2 separate regions of the Mus musculus genome follow, and region 1 is linked to region 2. The links are chromatin contacts, called in public promoter capture Hi-C maps. All regions are on one chromosome and are shown on one strand. The core of a region is the stretch at or near the end of the contact, and the rest is flanking DNA. Distances in the headings are between cores, read along the strand shown.

Region 1 (5,673 bases), core at 1,907-4,406, 2.9 Mb before region 2:
TTTTTTTTGACTCAGAGATCTGCCTGCCTCTGCATCCCAAGTACTGGGATTAAAGTTGTGCACTACTATGTCTTGATGGATTCTGGTCTTAAAAACAAGAACAACAGTAAGAACAAGAACAAGAACAAACTAAAGCATCCCCCTCCAAGAGAAAAGAATGTGGACTTGAAAACGTACAAAGAAATTTGTTTGTTCAAGTGAAATTGTGTAAATGTAAATTGCACTTAAAGAACACAGAATTGACAAAATTGGTTAAGTTATAAGCTAGAAGTGGATTTCATTATTGGTCAGGAAATCAGCCTAGGGATCCCGGCAGGGACAGAGCTCATCTCAGCAAGGGGTGTGGTGTCACACGTGTGTAATACCAGCACTCAGAAGGGAGAACTAGGACCGGGAATTCAAGGCCTGCCTGGGCTACATGAGAACCACCATAATGCCCCTCTCCATTGAAGCCAGGCACAGCAGCTCATGTCCACGATCCTAGCATACAGGATGTGGAGGCTTGGGAATTGCAGCAAGCTTGAGTCTGGTTACACAGTGAAAAATAAGATCCAGGAACTGGGCTATCTAGGTCAGAGGCCAGCAAAGCACGACGGAGCCTGTGCCCTGTTTTCGTACAGTCTAAAAGCTGGGCATGTGGGGTCCCCCCCCTTAAAGCAATTGAAATAAAGTTATAAGAATGGTTTATCGTGGAAGTTAAATGAAGCAGTATCTTCATTGCTCACAAGAACTTTGACTGGAATACCGCCATGCTTGTTCTATGGCCCTATTGTGAAATGACAGAGAAGCAGGGACAGACAGTGTAGATCCAAACGTGTTCATTGATTGGCTCTTTACAAAGCTTGATGCTAATGGCCTAGATGCAAGTCCCAGCTTTTAAAACCCATATCACAGTCCCAGGCAAGATCCAACAGTTTTTGTCTCGGTTCCCTCGCCTGTTAAACAGGGATGCCTTGACATTAATAGTTATGAAGTGGATCATATAAGTCAGTATTTGAAAAATGTTTAAATCAAGCCTGTGGTGATGTAACTTGGGTCTGAAAATTAGAGGATTTCAGCCTATTCCTCTTGAATTGGCTAAATATTAAGGAATGTTTACCTTTATTTTATAACTTCTTATTTTATGGGTAAAATATGATTTTAACTTTGAACTTAGATGAAGAAGATATGGTTTCATATTTAAAACTTTAATGAGCTAATTATAAATATTAAGCACCCACATAACTTAATTTAGCCTTTCCCCTGGGACTGTGGGCCAGGCATTGTGAAGAAGTCTTTGGCTTATATCAAAGGTCTTTAAGGTCTACAAGGAAGACTTCTCCAAGTCTGGGATGCAGGGCTGTAGGTGTCTGGTGCTTGCACTGTTTAAATTTGTGTGCGGTATACGATGTATGTGTGGTGTGTGTGTGTACACAACTCTCAGGGGAAATAACTTTTCTGCTACTTTGTGGGCCCAAGGGATTAAATTCAGGCCCTTAGGCCTGTGTATAAACACCTCTACCACTGAGCCACGCTGCCAACTGCTTGCATCGATTCTGACTTCCTAGCTATTTGATTTTTGTGCAAGTCTTATTTGTAAAAGGAGGTTAGTAATAGCTTTCTCATAGGAGTATTATGAAGATTATGATTAAAAGTGCTAATGCTCACCAAGTGCTTAAGGCAACACCTGGGGGTTAACATGCATTTCATAAGCATCGGTTATTATCTCAATTATTCTCCCAAGATCTTGGCATGGTAAATTCCTGCTAATCAGTTACTAACCTCCTAGCAGAGTAGGAGGTTATGTGTGTGATGCGTTTTGAATGCTTCTGGGAGATGCTCTCCCATTTCCCCATGACCAGAAATTCAAACCATCATATGCTTTCCTTAAACACTGCTTTCTCCAGAGATTCTCCTGTTTTAACATATTCATCTTCCAAGATGGCATCCTTTCCTCCTTGGTGTGGTTTAGTTTATTCGTTGCTAGGTGTTTTTTTCTTTACAATGGCAGCCTGGAAACAGTGGACAGGGATGAAATTTGTGGTCAAGGAGAATGGGTGTATGTGTGTGTGTTAGGGCCTCTGAAAGATACTGACAGTGTACTAAAGACAGAAACATTGCACAATATTCTGCCTTGTTCAACCACTGCAGTTATAAGGGCAATTTCTATTTTCCCAGGGACGAATTTACACTGCCTGTGTTCCCTGAGGAAGGCTACCTTTGAAATCATCAGGGCAGCAAAGAACCAAGCCTGCCCCAGGGCGCCACCTACAGACTACCTGCTTCTCCCGCACCCCGGGTTGGGACGTACGTCAGGCCTTTCTAGAACCAGTTTCCTCCTAGCCCACCTACCAGCACTCTGAACCCCTCCCCTTCTCAGGACGTCAAGGAGTCCGTCGGTCTTGGACCTAGGTGAGCTATCAAGGTTTGCTTTCCAGTGTGACCTTGAGGTCTGGCACCCGAGCCATTTCTCTGGCAGATGGTGGAGCCTGAGGCTTAGGTTCATATTCCCTGATCAAAGGTATTCCTTGCCACGTTTCCCCAACTTGGAGCTGCAGGGAATCAGGCCATCGTGACCTTGACCAGTAGGAAAGAGGAGAGAGGAGTGACTCACAGCACTCTCCCCATCCATTACAGGATTGAGGTCTCAAAATGCGTTGGACCCTATTTTAGTCACCAGAATTTGTCATCATCCGGAGCTATTTTCTTCATTACGCAGAGATGGTAGAGGCAGGCCCCTGTCTCCTTGGAGGCTGTGACGCTGTCCTGAAGGAGCGTCTGTTGGAAGGGGGGTCAGGCCTAGGAGGCCGAAGCAGGTCATAGATTTGACCTCCGAAATCTCCCGGGCTCAGTTTGGGCGATTTAGAGGTGCAGGAGAACCAGGAAAGAGAGCTGAACCGTGGAACCTGAAACCTTGGTTTTTCTCCAAAGCCAGAGAGGCCTCTTCTAGCTCCAGTCCTCTGAGTTTTCCACTAATAAATCCTGGCGTTCTAGGGACTACTGCAGGTTTCCCCAATCCAACTGTCCAGGACTGTCTCCTTTAAGGATCTCGGCTCCGCCCATCACGCTGCGCAAGCTTGAGGCCCCGCCCCTTTACCCGTTTCCGTTGAGCTGGGCCGCAGCGCCGCCGTCCCGGCCCCTTTAAGGCCGAGTCCCGCCCCCTTGCTCCCGCCCCCTCCCTTCCCCCAGCCCACTCCGGGTGCCTCGGCCGGTCGGACGGTGCGGCCCGCGACGGCGAGCATTGGAGCCTGGGGGCGCGGGGTCGAGGCCCGTAAGTCCCCGCCGCTGCGGTGGCCTCGTGGGACGGGGTCGAGGCTGGGGCGACGGGGCTGGGGGCGCGGGGCGCTGGGCGGGGACGGGCGCGGCCGGGGAGGGGGCTCAGGTGACACGAGCTGGGATCGGGACCCGCAGCTGGCGCCTGACCGGGGGTGTGGGTCCCGGTGTACGGTGGAAGGCGTCCCCGCTGTCCCTCGTCAGGTTAGAGTTCGGGTCTAGCCGTGTTTATGATGCGCTCCCCGTGCTCCCCAGGGGTCCAGGCCCTTTTGTAGAGCTGCTGTTGGCGGGTGGTGTCTGAGCTGCCGTCCGCTGGAGGGGAAGCCCGAGCCGAAAGCAGCGTTTCGAGTGGGAAGGCAGGACACAGCCTCCTCTTGGACTCCAGACACACCTCGGGGGGTGGCCCCGGGGGCCTGGCCCTTGTGGAGCCGTCGTGGGCCCATCTGCTCTAGATAGGGCCTGAGGCGTGCGTTGGGAAAGTCTGGCTTCCCGACCACAGTTCTAATCTTCTGTCCATCAGGGAAGCTGCTGGTCACCATGGCAATGCGGGAGCTGGTGGAGGGCGAATGTGGGGGTGCCAACCCGCTGATGAAGCTGGCCACCCATTTCACCCAGGACAAGGCCCTTCGGCAGGAGGGACTGAGGCCTGGCCCCTGGCCTCCGGGAGCCTCAGCAGCAGAGACCGTGAGTGTTCTAGGAGAGCCTATTTCTTCCACCTGACAGCTGCTTTCTCTGTGTTAAAGTAATAGCAGTCACCATTCAGTAACACTGGAGTGAGCCTTGTGCGGCTTTACACAGACAAGGACTACTATTTTATAGACAAAGAAGCTGAGGCTTTGTGAAGGCTCTTGACTTGCCTCAGGCCACCTAAGCAGTAGAGTTAGAGTTGGGTTGTAGCCTGCTATTGTCTCTTTCCTTCTTATCTTAGGTTTCCAAGCCTTTGGGAGTAGGAACTGAAGACGAGGTAAACAGAGCAAGTTTCTTTTCTGTCTTTTTTTTTTTTTGGGGGGGGGGGTTGTGGTGATTTTTTTTTTTTTTTAAATCAGTCCACTCATACTTCAGTCTTTGAACTCTCTTTACCAAATGAGATTGCCTGCCAATGTTTTCGTCTACTTTTTGGGGTATTTTTCTGGTTTCCAAATTTACAGATAGATTTTTTTTTTTCTTTATTTATCTCCAGTTTTCGTTTCTCTGTCCAACATCAGTGGGCCCTGCCTCTGGCTGAGGCCCTCTGATCCTAATGTTCATCCGACCATCTCTCTGTAATAGTTGGTGTCAGAATTCCTGCAGGACCAGAATGCAACTCTTGTATCCCGAGCCCCTCAGACCTTCAAGATGGATGACCTCCTGGCAGAGATGCAGGAGATTGAACAGTCAAACTTTCGCCAGGCTCCTCAGAGAGGTGGGTTCAGGGCCTGGTAAGACGGGAAGAGGCCAGAGGGCTTCCATCCTTGGGTTTTGCTGGCATCGGGGGACTGAGATGCTGAGGAGAAAAAGGAGGTGTTGCCCATGAGTGAGTGTGAAGGAACCTGTTTTCTTTTTTTCTTAGTCTTCTCTTGTCTCTTTTAAGCCCCTGGTGTGGCAGATTTGGCCTTGTCTGAGAATTGGGCCCAGGAGTTTCTTGCAGCTGGAGATGCTGTGGATGTAGCTCAAGATTATAATGAGACCGACTGGTCCCAAGAATTCATCGCCGAAGTTACAGGTGAGGCTTGTGGGGACATCTGTAGTAGTTGTTAGGGAGCATTTACATGTCCTGTGTTGCTGGGCGTCCTGATTCCTCTTGGGATGGAAGGTGATTTTCGCTACTAATGACTTTTCTAGTTTCTTGATTCATTTCTGTAGGATGTTAAATGTGACTTCTTATAACAATTGTAGGTAATCAAAACATAATAAAGAGAAAAGTGGGTTTGGTTGGAAAAAAAAGAGAGGGGGTGGAGAGGGAGAGAGAGAATATGAATGAGAGATTAGATCTGCCTCTTTATCAGTAACTTGACTGCTTAAGTCTAGTGGAGAGGAGCTAGAGATTGGATGGGTAGCCCAGGAAGAGAGCAGTATTCATCTCGGCACCTAGGACTCTGGCAATTCAACCATCTTGAGTAGGACTGGGGTCTGAGAAAATTGATTGTGGAGTTCAGAACCCTGAAGTCTGGCTAGGCTGCCTGTATATATATTGGCTTTTCATTTGTAGATTGAACAAACTGTGGATAGAAAATGGAAAATGTATGTCTGCACTAAACGTATACATGCTCTTTGAGTTTTTAGACAGGATCTCTGTAGTCCAGACTGTCCTCCAAATTCCAGTGTAACTGAGATCTTCCTGCCCTCGCCTCCTGAATGTTGGGACTACAAGTATGAACCACTATGCCTGGCCATGTGTGTGTGTGTGTGTGTGTGTGTGTGTGTGTGTGTGTGTATTCACTA
Region 2 (5,397 bases), core at 803-3,302:
CTTGACAAAGCATCTCCACCGGTCCTCTGGTAACAATAGACGCTTATTCTATACAGGCAGAGCAGACTGCTGATAACAGTGTTTTCATTACTACACAGCCCATTTTCCCTGTGCAGTGAGCTCAGTGAACTTTTCTTTCTTAAAATAAAAGCGCTACTTCTCTGCTCTCATGTAATTCTGTAACTGCAAGTTCATGCCTGGATGGCCTGTGATTCCGAGGTTTATTTCTTTCTGAGAGTTAAGAGTTATTGTATAACTTGCTTGTGCAGATGCTGGACTGTGACTTCATGTGTGCATAGTGCTTTCTGCTGAAATAGTTATGTGGGGTTTTTCAGGAAAAATAATGAGTCTGAGGAAAATAATAAAAAGGCTTTTGATTATGTATCATTGTATAACAAGGAAGTGTGTAACCAATAAAGACTGCAGTGAACGAGAGAGAGAGAGAGAGAGAGAGAGAGAGAGAGAGAACCAAAAGCTGTCTCCGAGCTCAGCTTCAGAACAACAGTGAGTCACTTGTCAGCTTGCACCTGCAAAAAAAGAAAAAAGTGCTAAACAACAAAAATGTCCACCAACAGCATCAGCAAATAAAGGAAGAAAAAAAAAAAAACTATGCTATGTCTGTTGTTGATACCACTCCAAAATAAAAAAGAAATTAATGGTATTTGTAACGGAATGGAGGGACCACATACATATCAGACACAAGCAAGTATACATTATGTGACTTCGTTAATATTAGATTCCACAACAGGCAAAACTAATGTGTGTTTAGAGGAAGCAGATGAGTGCTTAGCTGGGGCTGGGGACAAGAAGTTGAACAGAGCAGAGGGGTGCTTATTACACGTAACAGTTTTTTTGTTTGTAGTGATGAGCGATCGGGTGTATACTGTCAAAATCCACGGAGCTGTGTAGTCAGAATGAGCGCACACTGTTGCATATGAATTATTACTCCAAATACCCTGAGACCTCATTTCTAGAGAAAAATCTAGCCCTAGCAGCCTTCCTGCCTTAATTTTCCTCCTGGCTGACCTAGTATAATGCTGCATCTAGTGGATGTTATGTGCAAAAACTGAAAAATTAACAGATAATTCCATGTTGATTCATGTCTCTGAGCTTCCAGGAAAACCCCTCCCTCCTCAAATGTTAATTCTTCCAAGAAGCATTCCGGAGATCCCCAGACTGGTGACTCCTACAACACTCTGATCACAGCTCTGTCTTACTCCCACCTTTCAAAATTAATTATTAAGTCTTTGATCCACTGCTTATAAGCTACAAGAAGCCAACAAATCCATCCTGGTAGTTTTTATTATATCATCTCCTAGTCCAGTATTTACTAATTGCATGTGCTTCCTAACTGTCAAAAAGAATGGTTGCTTCAGAAGGTTCTGGAAGCGGGAACCTCAGAGGTTCTATTTGGTTTCTGTTCCTGTCAGAGAGGTCCAAAGAGCCATGAGATCTCATTTCCAGAGAAAAATCCCTGCATGTGCAGCCTTCCTGCCTTAACTTACCCCCGCCAGAACTAAGCAACAGACACACGCCTTGTTCTCTAGGGTCTCATAACTGTTCACGGACATCCTACAGAGCAAATTGTTGAGCATCAAAAAGGCAGGTGTGTCTCCTCCCTAGAAGGTCTTAAAAATGGGCCCTGCCTCTGAGGTGCCTAGATACAGGAAAACGTGACTGTGACCTTTTAGAGCTGGGTGCCTGTACTTCTCTATGTCTTTGGCAGCTTCCTTTATTCTTCATCTTTCTCTGGCGGCTTCCTTTTTGTCTTAGTTCTATAGCACTTTCCCAGCGCTTCTGCTTGGGTTGGCTCTTCCTTCTTCCCTGGTAGGACTGATCTCCATCCTGGATTTTCATAGAGTATTTTGCTCGACCCAGCCTCTTCCCCTCTGCTCCCCATCCCCACCCGCCTCTCCTACGCCCCCGCGGGAAGCAGGGTTCCTCACGAAGCCCAGAGGTGGGAGGTGGGCCCTGGCGCCGGTCCGCCCCTCAGTGCGTGTGCGAATGCCTGTGTGGCGGTGACGCGCAGGCGACGGCGGGAAGGGGAGGGAGAGAGAGGGAGGGAGGCCACCGACCGCCAGAGCTGCTGGGCTGCTGGGCTCCTGCGCGCTCACGCTCCCCGCCGCCCGCCTAGGCGCAGGCAGGGCGCAGGCGGCGGCGGGCGGCATGGAGAGCCTGCTGGAGAACCCGGTGCGCGCCGTGCTCTACCTCAAGGAGCTCACGGCCATCGTGCAGAACCAGCAAAGCCTCATCCATACCCAGCGCCAGCGCATCGATGAGCTGGAGCGGCGTCTAGACGAGCTGAGCGCGGAGAACCGCAGCCTGTGGGAACACCAGCAGTTGCTGCAAGCCCAGCCTCCGCCTGGGCTGGTTCCCCCGCCGCCGTCTGCCCCACTGCCTGCTCCTGCAGTCACTGCTCCGGCCGCCGCTGCGGCCCAGGAACCGCTTCAGGACCACGGACAGCTCATACCCGCTTCACCGGAGCCGCCGCTTCAGCACCACGGTCAGCTCCTGGCGCAGCCCCAACCTGCACCCAGCAGCAGGGTTCAGACTCCTCAGTCGCCCCACCAGCACCCGGTGGCACCCGGGGCCATAGCTGACAAGGAGAAGGAGCGTCCCTCGAGTTGTTGTGCTGCCGCGGGAGCCCTGCTTCAACACGCATCCCCCGCCGCCCTCGGCAAGGGCGTCCTGAGCAGGAGACCCGAGTGAGTGGGGACAAGGAGGTGGGAGAAGCAAGTGGGTGTGAGGAAATGGGAAATCTGTGTGTAAGAGTGAAGGACTTGAGCACTGTGAAGTGAAGCGGGCAAAAATGCCTTGGGTAAAAAAATGTGTCAAGGAGAGTCCCGCAAAGGAGGGCTTGAGATCCGCGTTGGAAGGTCTGTGGTGGTTGGAGCCAAAGGAAGTATTTGGACCATCTTTGGAGCAAAAAATGAGAGGAATGGGCTTTAACTGGTTGGGGATAATGATAACTTCCAGAAATTAAGGGAGATAAAATTGGGAGGAAGTTGGGGGCAAAAAAATTAAGCCAAAGCAGGGGACCATTGAAGGATTTAAGCTAGGAAAAATTCGGAAGTGAGTTTGCATAGTACAACTGTTTAAATAAAGAGTGAGACACCAAAACAGACTTGATCAGGAAGTTTAAGCGCTTTATAGGGGCTGGGGTCCAGCAGCAAGGATTAGAGTGGGTAGGATAAAGCAAAGGACAGGAGGTGGGGGGGGAACGGGAACAGGCAGGGGAGCTGGATACAGGAAGATGAATGGTGGGAGACAGCGCTGCCCAGGGGAAGGAGCTGGCTCTTTATCTGATGCAGTGGGAGTCAGAGCCAGGAGTGGCTCACTTGGGAAAGCTTTCTCCCTTCTGACCCAAGTGAACATCTTTATGCTGAGCCTCTATAGTGCCAAGGCATACGCAGAAACAACCCTCCAGACTCCTGGATGTCTCTGTTTCAGCTTGAGGACTCACCTGGCTGGAGCTCTCCACTGACTCAGAAGCTTATCTGGGTTCAAATCATGGGAAGAGAACAATGAGATCAGAGACAGCTGGAAAGCAGTTTCTTGAATGTAATGCCTCTATAAATCTCTGTGGTGGCCTCTTATGGCAAGCCTTGTTTCCCTTTGGTTATTAGGAAACCTCATCTTGGATTCCAGGAGAAATATTAATTGTCCCCACGCAGAGTCTAGGGCCTCAAGATTTCTTTTCACTTGTGAGGTCCATGGTATAGGAATGTGGGAGGATGAGATAAAGGGGGCTGGAACGTTTTCTCCTCTGTATTGAAAGAGCCTGGCGATGCTGTCAGTATTGCTTCTTTTTAGACAGGCGAGAGAAGAACAGCCCCGTGGCAATCAGTACCTGGTTAGCAGTGGCCTTCATGGTGTGATGCTACAGGAGAGGGAGGGGCAAGTGAGGAGAGCCGCCGAGTGCCTCATCTCTATTTGCATGTGCTTTATGTCTGGAAGACACTTGTGAAGACTGGCTGCATCACTTAAAAGCTCACCTCTTCTCTGCCCCCTACCTCACTTTCCTCTCCCATCAAAGTGGAGTTTAAAAGGTGAAGTAGGCATGCTTGATCACAGGGTAGGTTTGGACAGAAGCACAGAAGCTCAGGGATGACCTGGCTTGATAGACCTGAAGCATCTGATTCAAGACCCAAAAAAATCCTCCGTGGCCTATTTGTCTTTCAGTTTTATGGCTGTCTTTTTTTTCCCCCCTTGGTCTGAAAACCAGAGAGTTGGGTTTTCCTCAATGTCCACAACTCAGCTAAAGGCAACATTCTTCCACGATATTATATAGCCTTTTCCCCCAACAGAGGGAACAATTCCACCCCACTACCATGGGGGCAGCCATAGAGGCCTGACACTTAGAATTCTTCACTTGAATTCTCTCCTCATTATATCTGGTATCCTCTTTCTCTCCTATTACAGCCTCAGTGTCTTTGCAACTTGTTGGGAAGCTGTGATTGATAAGAATTGATGACTGATCTTGTTCTTGGAGAAAGACTTCTCTGTGGCCCCCAAAGGGTCCCAGAGAGCCCATGCCTTCTATACAGATGTTCCTGCTAGGAGTCCAGAGGTTGAGGAATCACCTGGATTCCTCTCGGGCCTCACATGTCAATACCATGTGACATCCTTGAACTCTGTCTTCCCTACCCTGTTTCTGCTTCCCATGGACCAAAAATAAGAACCAACCAGCATGGTGGAAGGCAATGGAAGATGCTGTGAACATGTTACTAGGCACTAAGGGGTTTATCGTAACATTAGCTTCTCTGGAGTCTCCAGCCTTTTTCAGGCCTAGATACCCAGAAACATCAAGAGTGAGCACATAGTTACCTTACTTCCCTTCAACTTTCTTCCCTTCTTTGTGAAGTAAAGCACACCTCGGATGGCTGGAGGTCCCTGGAATGATATTTCTCTCCCATGTTTTTGCCTGACTTCAAGCAACATCTCCCCCATAGAACTCAGGAGTGAATCACTGTGGCTCATTAATTTAGCTCACTCTGTCCTCTACCCATGGCCTCATGGATGTTTATCCTTTGGGAATTCCTTAGCCCATGGGGCAAGGATAGATGGATCCAGCAGGTAGAGAGAGACCTCCATGTATAGGGTGAAGGAAGGGACCAGGACCAGCAGCCAGTGCCCCTGAGCCCCACCTGGACCAGTGCCCCTGAGCCCCACCTGGTCCTATCCCATGCTTCTGCTAAGTCAGTTCCCTATTGTGCAGAGAGGGAAGAGATGGAACAGGAAGGTCTTCAGATCACAAGTTTCCTGCAAAGCTTTGCTTATTCCTCTCTGTCCTCATTACAAAAGGAGAATGTAGGTCTATATAGGTGACTACAGATGGGTAAACACTGTTAGATACCGTACACACACACACACACACACACACACACACACACACAC

What was found. Promoter capture Hi-C pulls out the DNA fragments that hold promoters and counts their contacts.
Region 1: a contact with region 2 is called in a promoter capture Hi-C map of second pharyngeal arch cranial neural crest. The contact joins the promoter of Pex5 here to the promoter of Iqsec3 in region 2. A contact is called at or near these places in 1 of 39 promoter capture datasets (second pharyngeal arch cranial neural crest) and 1 of 115 datasets of contacts at active chromatin or transcription factors (astrocytes).

Annotation. Positions count from the first base shown.
Region 1 is chr6:124,412,550-124,418,222 of GRCm38.p6, reverse strand. It overlaps Pex5 (peroxisomal biogenesis factor 5), which reads left to right and starts at 3,156. Exons shown (of 16, transcript NM_001277805.1): 1 at 3,156-3,250; 2 at 3,773-3,936; 3 at 4,181-4,216; 4 at 4,522-4,654; 5 at 4,823-4,954. The coding sequence starts at 3,790. It overlaps D830015G05Rik (a long non-coding RNA gene), which reads right to left and starts at 3,151. Exons shown (of 4, transcript XR_378022.4): 1 at 2,332-3,151.
Region 2 is chr6:121,470,333-121,475,729 of GRCm38.p6, reverse strand. It overlaps Iqsec3 (IQ motif and Sec7 domain 3), which reads left to right and starts at 2,052. Exons shown (of 14, transcript NM_001033354.3): 1 at 2,052-2,705. The coding sequence starts at 2,167.